3 separate regions of the Mus musculus genome follow, and all the other regions are linked to region 2. A link is a contact called in public HiChIP or PLAC-seq data. All regions are on one chromosome and are shown on one strand. Each heading gives the region's core, a stretch centred on a gene start, on an enhancer-like site or on the middle of the called end of the contact. The rest is flanking DNA. Distances are from core to core; before and after follow the strand shown. Region 1 has its middle 18 kb from the start of Disp3. Region 2 has its middle 13 kb from the start of Fbxo2. Region 3 has its middle 74 kb from the start of Disp3.

Region 1 (4,821 bases), core at 893-3,392, 130 kb before region 2:
CCTGGGAATGGAGAGTGGCTTTGAAACTTCAGAACCCACCTCAGTGACATGCTTCCCGCAGCAAGGCCACCCCAGCACACCTAACTGGCCACCAACCCCAAACCTGCCTTCCCCTTAACTGAATCACCTCCAGGAAGACCCTGAACCTGCCTTCCCCTTAACTGTGTCACCTGCAGGAAGTGTCTTTGGTCCCACTCTTGTCCCAAATGCTCGCACCACTCCACATTCACACATCTTGCTAAGAGGTTCCATCCACCATGGCTATGTTACACCTTCCTGGACCTATGTCTAATATTAGCTACAGGTATATGTATAGTATGTGTATGTATAGGTATGTATGTGTATATATGTGTATGTGTATATATGTGTATATATGTGTGTATATGTATGTGTGTATGTTTATGTGTGTGATGTGTGTGTATGTATATGCATGTGTATGTGTATATGTGTTTGTATACATATATGTACATGTATAAAACTGTGGGTGGAACCCAGGGCCTTGTGCATGGTGGACAAGACATCTACCACTGATCTTCACTCCCCCAGTGCTAGCTGCTGTGTGTGTGTGTGTGTGTGTGTGTGTGTGTGTGTGTGTGTGTGTGTGTGTGTATACTCTCTGTGGTGATTTGAAAGAAAATAGCCTCTATCGGTCCATAGGGAGTGGTACTGTTAATAGGTATGGCCTTGTTGAACAAAGTATTCACTACAGGGTGGGCTTTGATATTTCAGATAGTCAAGCCACGCTCAGTGTGGCATTCTCTTCCTGCTGCCTGCTGATCAAGATGTGGAACTCTCAGCTCCTTCTCCAGCACCATGTCTGCCTGTACCCACCATGCTTCCCGCCATAATGATAACGTACTAAACCTCTGGAACTGTAAGCCAACTCCAATTAAATGTTTTTCTTTAGAAGTGTTTCTGTGGCCACGGTGTCTCTTCACAGCAATGAATGAGATATTCTCTGAGCTTCAATTTTCTCACCAGTAAAATGGGTGTGTAAAACGGCTCCTGCCTCATCTCTGGCGAGACAGTGTGATCACTGAGGTCACAGATAGCTCCTAACAGAGGACATGATGGACAGCAATGACCTGTGAATCAGTGTTAATCAGTTCTTGGTTGTGGGTTGAATTTTAAGTGTCCTAAATCCCTAACACCAGGAAAGGGACTGGATGTGGAAATATGCTTTCTGTAGACGTAATCCAGATGATGTCACTGTCAGCGTAGTCTTAATCTAGTGCCCTCAGAGGAGGGAAATTTGGGCCCAAACAGCAACATACAGCAAGAGCAGAATATGAAGGTGGAGACAGAGATTGGAGTGACACAGGGATACGGAAGGATTGTCACCTTCACCAGAAGCTGAAGAGATGTGTAAGCCTGGGAAAGTTGTGACCCTGTCAACAGCTAGGCTTGGAGCTGGCAGTCAAGGAAGGTCACAGAGTGTCTCCTGTTTCTGCTGACTTATTGTGGCAGCCCCAGGAAACCAGAGACCTACTGTGTGAAGCAGTAAGACTGAGCAAGGCTCCAGGTACTAGCTATGAAGTGCTGGGAAAAGAGTGCTGTATATGAGGTACTGAGTGTGAAGTGCTGGATACAAGGTGCTACATCTGTACTGAGTATAAAGTGCTGGGTAAAAGGTACTGGATATATGGTGTTGACTATAAAGTGCTAGATACAAGGTGCTACATACGAGGTACTAAGTATGAAGTGCTGGGTATAAGGTGCTGGGTATGATGTAGTCTCAGACCCCATCCCTTTCTTACCTGGTGTTGACCCTCTGCCTCTGCACTTTTCTGTGCCTCAAGTACTTGCACCCTGCCTCCTCCCTGGCTCTGCTAGGCAGTCCAGTCCTGGCTGGAGGATGGCTGGGCCAGGGCTGGTGGCCAGAGCTGCGTCTTCTGGCTGGGGGCCGAGACCTGCAACACCTCATTACCAGGCAGAATGTAATGCAATTTCACCCTTGGCCAGCGTTGAAAGCCAGGCCTCTGCTGGCCGAGAGATGGGCCGGAAGCTGTTCTGGGGGGCCTCCTTGTCCTCTCCTGGGCGGGCAAGTCTCCGAAGCACCCAATTGCTGGCTCACAGTGAACTCCACAGCTGAAGCAAGCAGATAAAACTCGCCAGCGTGCTGGTGTGCGGTGTCCTGGAGCAAGCAGGAGGAAATGAATGAGTCTTTTCTGGGGCTGCTCCCATCTCCACCCCCACTGCACACTGTACCTCGGCCTGCTGCCTTTCCCTGCCTGGGCTTTCTTCCCTTCCTCCCTTTGTTTCCTGTTTTCAATAAACATGATTCATGCCGACCCGGCTGGCCCTGTCACCAGCCCAAGGCCAGCTGTAATTCTCAGCAGTGAACCCGGGCCACCGCTAAAGCTCTGGCCCTGAGGACCAAGGAGTCTGGGCCCCTCGGGAAATGGTACACAGGTTGAAGGGGTTTGGGCAGCCCAGGAAGATGGACCGGTGACAGATCTATGAGATGACACTGAGTTCATCAGAGAAGCAGCTATGGCTGGAGCCTCTGCGTCACCCTCCTGTGAACACGGGCAGCAGCTCTGCTCCTAGGCACGCCTGTCTGGGCAGGGGTACAGTCCCGTGAATGCGTGGTTCATATGGAAGAAGTCTCTTCTCTTTCCTTCTGGAGGCTGGAAGTACAAGCCCCAGCAGTAACAGGACCTTGTAGTCTAAAAGGAGCCCCTTTCTGGGTCCTTCTACTCCTCCTAGGCCTTGAACTCACAGCTGGAGTGGTTGGGACTTCTGTCTGCATCTCCAGTGTGAGGACACACATTGCTTATTGAGGGCACGGCTGACTGAAGGGAGAACCGGCATTTATTGAGCACTTACTGTGTCCATACATCTCCATTAAGCCTAGTAGGCAGATGCTGGTGTCCATCCCCTTTTCCAGATGTGGAACTGAGCGTGGGATACGGGTCCGATGATTGACAAGCCCGAGGGCCGGAGACTTGAATCAGGCAGTGTGAAAGATCCCTTAAAGGGCCATATGGTTGAGCAGCAGAGACAACACCTTCCCAGCCTCTGGGAGGTGACACCAGGGTCCGAGGAACTGCTCGAGTGTCCATGCTGTGCATGCAGGGACCCAGATGTGAGGTGGATGGGACAAGTCCCCTGCTTCTCCCTGTGGGATTCTTTCAGAGCACTGCCCACAGAGGTCAGAGCCTGGTTCTAACCCACCAGCCATGTGATGAGGACATCACTTCTGTCTGAGCTTCTGGATCTGTCTGCATCATTATGGGGCAGCTTCTCAGTGAGGCTCACAAGGAGGAGTGAGCCAACTCTCCATGGCCGTTAGCAGGGGACACAACCTTGGAGACCGAACACCTGGCTTCAATTGTGACCTGGCTGCATACTGCCTGTGCAACCTTGGTCCAGTTACTTGATCTCTCTGGGCTCTCGTCTCCCTGCGTGTATGATGGGGAGGAAGAGAAGGAGGCCATGCCAGGCAAACAGAGCATAAGTCCAAAAAGCCAGCCGGCAGTGGCGGCCATTATGCGTCCCTTCCCCTCCTCCCAAGCTATCTGATGATGCTGGTCCCCCCTGCAGTGATGTGCACAGCTTTTTAACTCCTCTGTATTTAACTCACTCACTTAAATTTTTAACAGCTTTGTCTAAGAAATGAAAGAAAACACAGATAAAAAGCCATTTAGAATCATGGCTCCATAATCCAGGAGTTCTCTTTCCCAGGCAAGCTGTTCAGTAGTTATTCATGGGCGAGAGAACCTGATGAGTAGCTGCAGCCTGCAAGCTCCCACAGGCGGGGGGCCCAGCCCCCCAAGACTGCCAGTCTCTCCCTCAGAAATGCACTCATGTGCCGCCCCTTGGGAATGTAACGCCCGCAGGCCTGCTGGGCTCCTGGGCAGACATCTAGGGAGTAACAGGGAGAACAGAGTCCACTTGGGAACAAGGCTCAGCTATGGCTGGCAGAATGCTCTCAGGTGCTCTCGGGGGCCGGTCATGATCAGTGGCCTGTAGTTAATCTAGGTCACTCACCAATGTCCCTTGGGACAGCTGGGCTGGGGGTCACAATGTAGCTCTCTGAACTGGCTGGCTGTGTGGCTTCAGGTAAGACCCACAGGTCTCTTAAAACCTCAGTTTCCTGGACTATCAAGAGAGTGGCAACCTTCCCTCCTTTATAGTGTGAGGAGAGAGAAATGCTCTCATGCGGGAGAGCACCATCTCTTCAATGACAAGCATATTCACAGAAGCATCAGAGCTATTGGGACATTCTGCCTTGGGAAAGTACAGGGCAAGCCGAGGCAGAAGCCAGGCTCAGCATGGTGACAGCATGACCTAGGAACTGGGCCTTGGTAGAGGAGAAAATAGGTCTCTGGAGGGAGGTCAAAGCATACAGCCATGCTTCTGAAAGGCCTGTGGAGGGTTTCCCTGATGTGACAGTCTCTCTCCGTGTACATTATGCCTCCATTCTCATTCTCTGCCCTTAGGGCCCAGAAAGCAACCCACAGGGGTCCACACACAGTAGGTGCCCTATCCATAGTCCCTGGGGACCTGCACACAGTAGGTGTTCTATGTGTACTCCTGTCAGTCAAAGATCGCATGGATGGTATTAAGTATATAGTTGCCTAACACAGGACTGCATGTGTCCTTGGGTTCTACACAGGTGTTTCTTCTTCACTCCCTTGGGAGCGGGGCCTGTGCCTTTTAAGTCCTCATGGCTTCTGGTGGTCGAACACACAGTATGGGCACAGTAAATGTGGCTGGAATGGAGTTCTCCCATCCTCTTTCCTGAGTGTAGTGGGTGGGGGTATGAAGGGGAGCAGAGAAGCAGCCTCTTCCTGTCCTTGAACTCAGCCTGACATG
Region 2 (4,673 bases), core at 150-2,649:
ATTCTAGGTCTCTTTCTAGAAGCTGGAAATGGGGACACAACAATCCCATGTCCTAGCTCCCACTGGGACTCGCGTGGCTTCCTGCGAACCCACACACTGTGGTCCCTTCCCTCTGCCTCTGTGCATGTGTGCCCAGGAGTGCTAGGGGATCCCAGATCCAACCTCTCAGAAGGATTGGAGCAGCCTCAGGGCCTCAGTGTCTACTGGGTGCAGAGGCCATGCCTCCCCCATCAGATTAGAGAAACTCAGACGGAAGCATCACTTTGTACTAACTAGCTATACCATACGATGGTGTGTATAACCCTGTCTGATCTGTTGAACCTCAGTTCTCTCCTGTACACGAGGAGGTAGAAGAAGACAAGAGAGCAGTATACTTTCCCCACAGATCTGACCAGCCAAGTTCAATTCTGGAAGCTTCTGTACAGAGAACTGACTCCTGAAAGCTACCATCTGATTCCTGCATGCATGCCCCGGCATGTGCATGTATGTGCACACACACAAGCTAAATATACAAACAAAAACAAACAAACATTCCAGCATACCTTCATTATGTAAACTCAGGTGTGATGGCTAACCTTGGTTGTCAACCTGATTACCTCTGGAGCAACTCGAACCCAAGTCCCTGGGCACTCCTGTGAGGAATTTTCTTAATTAGATTATTTGAAGCAGAAAGACCCATCCTAAATCTGGGCCATGCCTTCTGATGGCAGCCCACCTTAAAAAACACGGGTTCTTTGCTTTTGGCCTGCTTGCCCTCACTCTTTCTGGCAAGTTCATCTACCCTGTGGTGGAGACATTCCTTCCCCTGTATTAGAGTCAACATCTTCAGGGCTTCAATGCAGACTAATGATCAGCAGGGCTCTGAGAGTCCTCCAGAGAGCCAGCATCGGATTGGAAGTGCCAAGACATCCAGCCGCGTGGACTGAACAACTACCGGATTCTCGGCCGGCCTTTTAATCAGGAGGCAGAGTTGTTGAGCTACCCAGAGCACAGCTTATAACGCAGCCTAATCCGTTCCCCTTCACTCTAGATGCCGATCCTATCAGTTCTGCGCCTGTAGGGGACTCTGACTAATATGCCAAGTTTGCTTTAGTTGGCCACTTGGAGTGACAAATGTTTCTGTCATTTGTAGCTGCCAGGGTGGCAATCCAAGATTTTATTTAGCATCACTGGGAGCGGGGTCAGGAAGCCGAGGCCCAGAGAGATGGAGCTCGGTGCCCCAGGTCACACAGCTTATAGATTCAGCGATTCCGAGTGGGAAGCGCTTGCTCAGAGCCAACGTGCTCAATCTGGGCTTCCCGGGGAGGGAGAGGGATGAGGAGGCGTTTCTAGCAAGGCCCGGAGGACAGGGACGGAAAGGTACCAGGTTGCCATGGTTACCTGCTCACTGTGTGGCCTCAGACAGACAACCTGGCCTCTCTGAGCCTCCGGCTGGGAACAAAGCATTTCGCCCCAGCTGAGCACAGGAGACCGCTGCAGCAAGAAAGTGGGCTATCCCTCGCTCCCTCCCTGGGCCCCTGCCAGCAGCCGAAGCCCCTAAGGCTGTCGGACCCCCTCTCCACCAATACACACTCCACCTGGTTTTAAACATCTCTCAAAGCTTCGATTCAATTTGGGAGAACTCCGCAGCTCTGCAGTGCAGAATTCATCAGCCGAGGAGGCTGCTTTCGGGGAATAATTCATTTTTCTGGTGTCGGCGAGCAGAGTAATTGGTCCGGGGGCTGGCGCTCCCTCCCTCCGGCGCTCCCTCCCCGGGATGGTCTGATTTCAAACGCAGCCCGATACTGTTAGGTCAAAGGCTCTGCAATAAATAGGAGGGGGCTTCTGCCTCATAGATTGGATTATTCCACTCGCTGGTGACGAGCAAGAGGATTTAATTCCCCTGGAAACGCCAGCGAGAAAATCATTTTCCCCGCCCGATTCCCTCTTTCTTGTTTTCCTTTTTTTTTTTTTTTTCTTCCCTGAGGTATCTGTCTTTAAGAAGCTTTGAGGGTCTCCGGACTCGATTGTCCTCCTCACACACAGCCCACTGTCTGAAGCCATCTCCTCCCACATTCAATCACCATCTAAGGACAGAAGAAAATCCACGAGCGTCCCTGTCCCACCATAGAACACTAATGGGTCAGGAAGGGCCAGGGAGCCCATGTCCCCTAACATGGAAGTTCTTTGTCCCTGTTCAGAGGCTAAGGGTCCACTCGCCTTCTCCTCCAGGAAGCCCTCCCTGACTGGCCATCCAAACTAAAGAGACTGTTCCCTCACAGCTCCTTCACTGTTCCACACCTGTCTATGACAGAGGTGATGAGTCACAGAGTGGGCAATTTCCCCCTTTCCAAAAAAAAGTCTGTCTCTCACACTGTCTGAGCTTCCAGGATGAGGCCCCTTTGGGTCACTGTTGTCTCCTGGAAGCATAACAAGGTGTCTGGCATACAGAAGGGGCTTAATAAGAGCTTGGGTGCAGGTGCATCCCCCCAGGCCAGGCCCAGTGTAGGAAGCACTGTTGGGTTCAGGAAACCCCTTGGGCTCTGCACGATTCCCCCCTGCTCTGCGGGACTGGCATCCACAGGGTCCAGCACCCTGCTGTGTGCTGTGTGACACAGATCCAGGCTGTCCCTCTCTGAGCCTCCAGATGGAATGACCTAGTGCATTGCAACCAGAGATGAACGGTGCTTAGCACACCGGGCACACAGCTGCGACACATCCTGGACTTCACACTGCACTTCAGGGACATTTTTGTTGTGTTCGGAAAATACCAATGACTCAGAGATCAAAGTCAATGAAGCTGTGCTCTCCGATGGATAGGGTACTGGGCTTCCCACAGAGTGGAAGGAGAGGGGAGCCACGCATCCCACTGACCAGCACAGTGTGTCTGCCACAGCCTCCCATCTGCCGAAAACAGGGCTTCATCCATCTATAAGACATGTACCGGGCTGGTGAGATGGCTCAGTGGGTAAGAGCACCCGACTGCTCTTCCAATGGTCCGGAGTTCATATCCCAGCAACCACATGGTGACTCACAACCATCCGTAACGAGATCTGACTCCCTCTTCTGGAGTGTCTGAAGACAGCTACAGTGTACTTACATATAATAAATAAATAAATAAATCTTTTAAAAAAATGTACCACAGCCCTGAGGGAAGGATATGTACCTTGGGGGGCCCTGGACCCCTGTGGCTCTACAGGGTACAGTGTGAGGGGGAGTGGGGTAGGGGGAACTCTTTGAACACCAGCTTCTTTCTGTACACTCAGGGTGACAAAGGTTAGCACTCTGGGAGGGCTGTGTAGGGAAGTGGACAGCAACTCAGACAGGTAGTATGGGAAACCCATGAGTGGGGACAGCTCCTTCCCCACCCCATTCTCCTCCTGCAGCCCACAGTGTGTGGTGTGCCCTGGGCAGGTTAGCCTGAGCAACATCAGGGCAGGACCCTCAGGATCCAGATTGCACCTTTATTTCTATAAAGAGAAGCGGCAAATCCAGGGGAGACCCTAGTGTGTCAGTTTGCAAACCCCCACTCCTTTTCTTCCCTCTGTGCTGGGGGTGAAACCCAGAGCCCCCCCCCCATATGTTGGACAAGTGTTCTATCTCTGACCTGTATCACCAGTCCTCTTTTCATTTCTTATTTTTGAGACTGAGTTTGCCTAATTGCCCTCATTCTCTAGCCCAGGCTAGAGATGAACTCACTCTGTAGCCCAGGCTGGCCTAGAACTTTCTATTCTCTTGTCTCGGCTTTCCCAGTAGCTGAGATTACAGGCCTAAACTAAATGTGTGTTCTTGTCCCTAGACATGTGTGTCTCCTGACTCCTGGAAGAAAAGGAAAGAAGGGGAGTCAGGGGAGAGGAGGAGGTTGACCCCACATTCACTGATGGGAGGTGGCCCAAAAAGCAGAGAAAGGTCCCAGGTGGCCTGGGATGGAGGTGATCAGGTGGCTTGGCCTCAGGAGGCAAAGGCAGGATACACATTTGGAAATGGGGGACTCCACAGAGCTCCCCATCTGACCACATCACCGCATGGCTGCTTCCACCATCCTCACACCCCCTTCCCCACCCAGACAGTTCTTCCTAATATCTCCCTGAATCTCTCCTGCTGCTGTGTCAGCACAGACCTGAGCTGAAGCACCCTAGTTGTCTGCCGAGCTGACAGCAGCTTTAACTCAGCGAGATAATCCTACCAGCAATTAATTGGCTTTTGTTGGAGGAGACTGAATACCATCTTGTCTTAATCTCCTGCATTATTCTCCCTGCTCAGCAGAGTCAACACAAGATTAGGTTTAATTTGGGGGAAGGGGGGGGGGGACAGTGGACTCACTAGGAGATGAAATAGGATCTGTCTGGGTATCCTAAGCTTTCTTCAGCCGAGGGGGCTTGAAGAAGGCCCAGGGCTCTGCTGGGGTGCAGGAGCACCCCAGATCTAAAGACCACCTCCAACCCCCTGTAGGTTCAGGCCTGAACCTAAACCAAGCATGGTGGTACACACCTGCAATTCCAGGACCAAAGAGCAGAGGCAGGAGAAGCAGACATTCAATGTCAGCCTCAGGCCAGCCTGGGATACTTGAAAGTCTGTGTCAAAACAACAAAAGACAAGTTGCATGGAGAGACCCCAAGGCTGAGCCTCTTCAAAGACCCTGGGGATGGGCACTGAGCCCTCAGCAAGGAGCCTGGTTGGGCTTTGGATTCAAA
Region 3 (4,782 bases), core at 1,875-4,374, 190 kb before region 2:
AACTGCTTTGGCGTCGCCCATACTCCTGTATGTAGCCCTTGTTCATGGCCTTAAGTGAGTCTGATGAACTCATTGATTCTCCAAGTTGAACTTTGGAGCAATTGCTACTTTGATCTTTCATTGGTGGTCAGCCTGCGGGGAGCAGAGACTTGTTCAGCATCTCCACAGGAAGGGTTCACAAAACAGATGGTGTGCCAAGGAGGCTGTAGTGACTGTCAGAGATCTGAAGAGTGTGCCTGGGGCCAGATCACAAGGGTCCTAAGGTCAAAGGCAATGTAGCGTGAAGTTGGAGAAGGAGAGTTGCATGAGAAGCGAGCATCTTCCCAGGATACAGGACTCCACATCCTGGCAAGGATGCCAGGAAGGATGCTCACCCGCTGCTAAGATGACACATGGGAACTTGGAAAAAGCCAGGCAGGGCTCACTCAGTGAGCAAGAAATGTCAGAACCTCCAACTGCTAATGGACTCCAGGGAAGGAGGAGAGGATGGTGCATTTCTCGTGTGCTGGTAAGAGGCTCGACAGCGTGGTTCAGAAGTTCCGTGGTGGCTGACCTCTAGAAGTCAAGGCTGGCCATAAGAGATTCTGTGACTGAATTGGTTTCCCCAGTAGCGACAGGGCAGAGGGGAGCCTGAGATAATGCCATCCCTTGGTGGAACTTGAAATCACGAGCATGGTGGGAAAATTTACTGTTCTGAATAAGGTCAAGTGGCAGATGGGGAGTCTGCAGAAGGCTCTGCAAATGGTTACCTGCTGTTCCTAGGGCAAGAGAGGGGAGCAGCCAACAAGGGTACTATGCAATGTACACAACCAGAGGAATTCAAAGGAGAATCAGAGATGGAAGACAGACACTGTCTCAAGAAAAGGCCGTGGTTGTTTCCTGAGCTAGAGTGACACCCCCAGGTATTTATTTCCAAAGAGACCTACCACCACTTACTGGGATCACTGTACCCCATTAAAGAACAGATAACCAGACTTCTCTGAGGCTGTTGGGTGCAGGGTCCAAGTCACGCAAGGATCTGCTGGTCATCATCCAGTTGGAAGAGCGGCAGATGGGAGCCCGAAGAGAGAAACCACACTGCTCAAGCTCTGAGCATGTGTGTCTCCACAGAGTTCATGGACCCTGGGATATGGTGTCAGCCAGGCCCAGCTCAAACCAAACCAAACCAATTGTTTTATGGTTGATTTCTCTGACTTGAAACAGTCTCTTCAGGAGGGAGGAGAGGCTCTTGAGGCTCCAGGGGTAAACAAGAGGATGGAAATTCAGAAACTGGAAAGATTCTCTCTTCCCCATCCCCCTCCTTTCCTCTCCATCCCCTCCTCCACCAGCTTCATAGGCAAAGTAGGCTGGGTGGGGAAGGAGACTTTGGGTAGATCTGAGAGGGTTTCTCAGATTTGGGGCTGCCTTGCAAGTTGTCACCCATGTGGAGTGGGCTTCCAACTCATCCCTGTTCCTGTCAGCCACCTCTGAGCCATTCCCCTGCCAGGAACCCCAGAATACTGTTGGCTCACCAAGTTGACTTGTGGTAGGGTCATTGCTTTGGACTGTTGTGGGTTCCCTTTCTGGAGTACCCTCAGGAAAACGTCTGTCAGGCAACACCAACCTGTGTCACCTCCCTGTGGGGTTGGGGTTGGGGTTGGGGTTGGGGTTGGGGTTGGGGGTGGGGGTGGGGGTGGCAGAAATGAACATCACCATTAAAGCCCAAGATGTATGGGTGGCAGACCTTGAGCTATCAGTTCTCGGGTTCAGTTCCTGCAAAGCTCTCCAGGTGTGTTCTAGAATGTGAATGGATGTCCATGGATGCGGGGCATGGGCAGATATGGAGGCAGCGGCAGTGCACACGGCATCTCAGACACCACCATCCACCCAGGAACACACACATCTGTCTCCTGATCTAGCAAACGCTCCATTATCTCTGTCATGAGTGATCTGGAGCAGTTCACAAGGGGCCAACAAACTAGGGTGGGAAAAGACACCATGTTAGGATGTATCCATGCACAGATCTGTCTTATGTGCATCCTGACTTTGCCATCTTGTGTCACAGAGGAACGTGAGACTGGTTCTCAGCTGCAGCATCTGGCAATGTGTGAAGGGTTAGTTATTCCTTGCTGTGGCAAAATGCCTGACACAAGCAATGAAGAGAGGAAGAGGGGAGGAGGGAGGGAAGGGGGAGGGGGAGAGAGGGGAGAAAGAAAGAGGGAGAGAGGGAGGTTTGTAAGGGAGGAGGAAGGTGGAGAGAGGGGAGGGGAAAGAAGGAGGGGATGGGAGGGGATGGGAGGGGATGGAGGGAAGGAAGGGAGGAAGAGAAGGAGACAGGGAAAGAGGGAGAGAAGGAAGGAGAGAGGGAGGGAGGAAGGAAGACAGGAGGAAGGGAAGGATGGGAGGGAAGGAAGAAAGGAAAGAAGGAAGGAGGGAGGGAAGGAAGGAAGGAGAGGGGAAAAAGGGGAGGGAGGGGGAAGGGAAGGAGGGGAGGAAGGAAGGGAGGAAGAGAAGGAGACAGGGAAAGAGAAAGAGAAGGAAGAAAGGAGGGAGGGAGGGAAGGAAGGAAGGAAGGAAGGAAGGAAGGAAGGAAGAAAGAAAGGAAGGGAGGAAGGGAGGGATGAAAGAAGAAGGGAAAGAAGGAAGGGGCTAGTTAATTTTGGCTCACAGTTCAAGGGGATACAGTACACCAGGGAGGAAGGGTGGCAGCAGGAGCCTGAGGCAGCTGGTCACACTGCGTCTGTAGTTCACTTTTCCCCATCGCTTTTTACTTAGAACCTAAGACCACAGGATGCTGCTGCCGATGTCTATATCTGACATGGGTCTTCCTGCCTCAAAATTCTGGAGGCCCCCCACCCCCTGCCCATACCCAGAGGTGTGTCTCCTGAGTGGCTCCAAATCCACTTCACCTCATACCTCTCACACATCAGAAGGAAACTCCCATCAGACAGGCCTCTGGGGTTCCCATGAGCAAGATACCACACACCTGCCAATGGCTCCTGGATCCACGCCATTTTACCAGATGACACGGAGGACTGGCCTCTTTGAGATGGCCCCAGGCAGAGAGGGTTCTACAGCAGCTCCAGACTGAGGACTAGCAGTCCGGCAGCTCAGATCATGTGACTCAGCAGATCTGGGTGACAGATGGATCTGTGGTGGAAAAAGACGCTCTGAATTTATGGCAAGCACCAAGAGAAGAGTGGCAACACGGATCCCCAGGGTTCTGGAACAAGGCCCTGCCATCTGGAGTAGAAAATTATGCAGTGTTTGAAAAATAGCTTTCACGTGGGGCTTGGGAGCTGTGGAGCCAGGTTCAGCCTGATAGAGAGAGCTTCGGGGTGACGCTTCATGAGCACGGAGGGCTGAGGACACAGCCACACACAGATGAATTATTGTCACCCAGTGCTGAATACTGTTCTTAACATCTTAGACGCACGTTAAGGTCTCCTCTGGCTGCCAGACAGGGGTGCTTTCACCAGGCTACGGAGTGAATCTCTCATTAAACTGTAAACTGTGCCTGCCACCTGGCCATTTATTTGATACCAAAGGCCGGAATGCCAGGAAAGAGTCACCATATTACCAGAGTCATTGACTTAATCAACCAGAGGAGAAAATAGGATGGCTGTCACATACTATGGGGGTATCTCTTGGTGTCTTTAAGCCCTCAACTCCCTGACTTTATATTTTATTTTATTTTATTTTATTTTATTTTATTTTATTTTAGTTTAGTTTAGTTTAGTTTAGTTTGTGTATATGGGTGTTATAACTGCATGTATGTATGTATGTATGTATGTATGTATGTATGTATGTATGCTCTACATGTGCCTGCTGCCTGCGGAATTCAGAGAGGGTGTCACCAGGAACTGGAATTTTGGATGGAATTATGTGGGTGCTAGGCGCCAAACTCAGGTAGCCTCTGCAAGAGCAACACATGTTCCTAACCACTGAACCATCTCTCCAACTGCCAAGATGCTTTCTGAGATAGCATCTTACTATCTAGCCCAGACTTGTGTCAAACTAGAAACCCTCCTGTCTCAGCATCACAAGTGTTGGGGCCACAGGCACGCACAACCTATTCCTGGCTTCTCCTTTGCCCATTTTTCAGTATAAATAACTAATTCTGCAACTACAAACTGAGAAGGGCGTGATGAAGGGATGCTGGTGCACTATACATGAGCATGGCTCAGCTAGAAGCCGGGCTCTAAGGTCGAGGGGCCATTGGAGGGAGTCAATGAAATTAGCCTTGAGACAAGAAGCCATTACACAAAGCTGTAATTCAACCCACTGGGGCTGCAATTCCCTTCTCTTTTCTTCCACTCCTCTTTCTCCTCTTCCTCATTTGCCTCCTCGCCCCTTCTCCTCCCTTCTCTTCTTCCTCCCTCCCTCCCTCCCTCCCTCCTCCTCCTCCTCCTCCTCCTCCTCACTACAGTTTAGAGGTTTCAATCCATCCTGGTGGGAAGGTGACTGGTGGAGCAGAGCTGTGGACATTGTAGCAACCAGAAAGCAGAGAAGGTGAGTGTCTGTGTGGAAGAGGGGGCTCAGTGGGTAAGGGACCTTGCCGCCAAGCCTCACAACATGAGTTCAGTCAAGGTCGCCCATGATGGAAGTCCATGATGGAAGCCTCCCGTAGCTTCTCCCTCTGTGAAGCAGGGTGTTTCCCTCAGGGTTACACCCTGTGTTACTTGATGCTGTGACAAAATAACTGGATGAAAAGAAAAAAAGGGAAACTGAGGCTCAGAACACTGTCAATCAAGTGCTTCCAGTTACAGACAGGAGTAGAATCAGGTGTCAACTCAAGTCTGT

Evidence for each region. HiChIP or PLAC-seq counts read pairs in DNA pulled down with a chosen protein or histone mark.
Region 1: a contact with region 2 is called in an H3K4me3 HiChIP or PLAC-seq map of forebrain, with 2.5 times the contacts expected there. The contact joins two enhancer-like sites. A contact is called at or near these places in 1 of 15 datasets of contacts at CTCF or cohesin (large pre-B cells), 15 of 484 Hi-C or Micro-C datasets (adipose-derived mesenchymal stem cells, embryonic heart, embryonic stem cells and 8 more) and 6 of 115 datasets of contacts at active chromatin or transcription factors (embryonic basal ganglia, embryonic forebrain, embryonic hindbrain and 3 more).
Region 3: an H3K4me3 HiChIP or PLAC-seq map of forebrain shows a contact between it and region 2, with 2.7 times the contacts expected there. The contact joins two enhancer-like sites. A contact is called at or near these places in 1 of 39 promoter capture datasets (embryonic stem cells), 1 of 15 datasets of contacts at CTCF or cohesin (large pre-B cells), 3 of 484 Hi-C or Micro-C datasets (the G1E-ER4 cell line, cerebral cortex and embryonic stem cells) and 10 of 115 datasets of contacts at active chromatin or transcription factors (embryonic basal ganglia, embryonic forebrain, embryonic hindbrain and 5 more).

What each region holds. Positions count from the first base shown.
Region 1 is chr4:148,304,007-148,308,827 of GRCm38.p6, reverse strand. No RefSeq gene overlaps it. Among named protein-coding and RNA genes, the nearest start is that of Disp3, 18 kb to the right of the region's middle. Within about 2 kb of position 2,142, at least 50 of the 459 cell types and tissues checked have an H3K27ac peak or open chromatin away from gene starts, as enhancers often do. A contact at or near this core is called in forebrain, where this site is marked.
Region 2 is chr4:148,171,022-148,175,694 of GRCm38.p6, reverse strand. No RefSeq gene overlaps it. Among named protein-coding and RNA genes, the nearest start is that of Fbxo2, 13 kb to the right of the region's middle. Within about 2 kb of position 1,399, at least 35 of the 459 cell types and tissues checked have an H3K27ac peak or open chromatin away from gene starts, as enhancers often do. A contact at or near this core is called in cerebral cortex and forebrain, where this site is marked.
Region 3 is chr4:148,359,498-148,364,279 of GRCm38.p6, reverse strand. No RefSeq gene overlaps it. Among named protein-coding and RNA genes, the nearest start is that of Disp3, 74 kb to the right of the region's middle. Within about 2 kb of position 3,124, at least 22 of the 459 cell types and tissues checked have an H3K27ac peak or open chromatin away from gene starts, as enhancers often do. A contact at or near this core is called in cerebral cortex and forebrain, where this site is marked.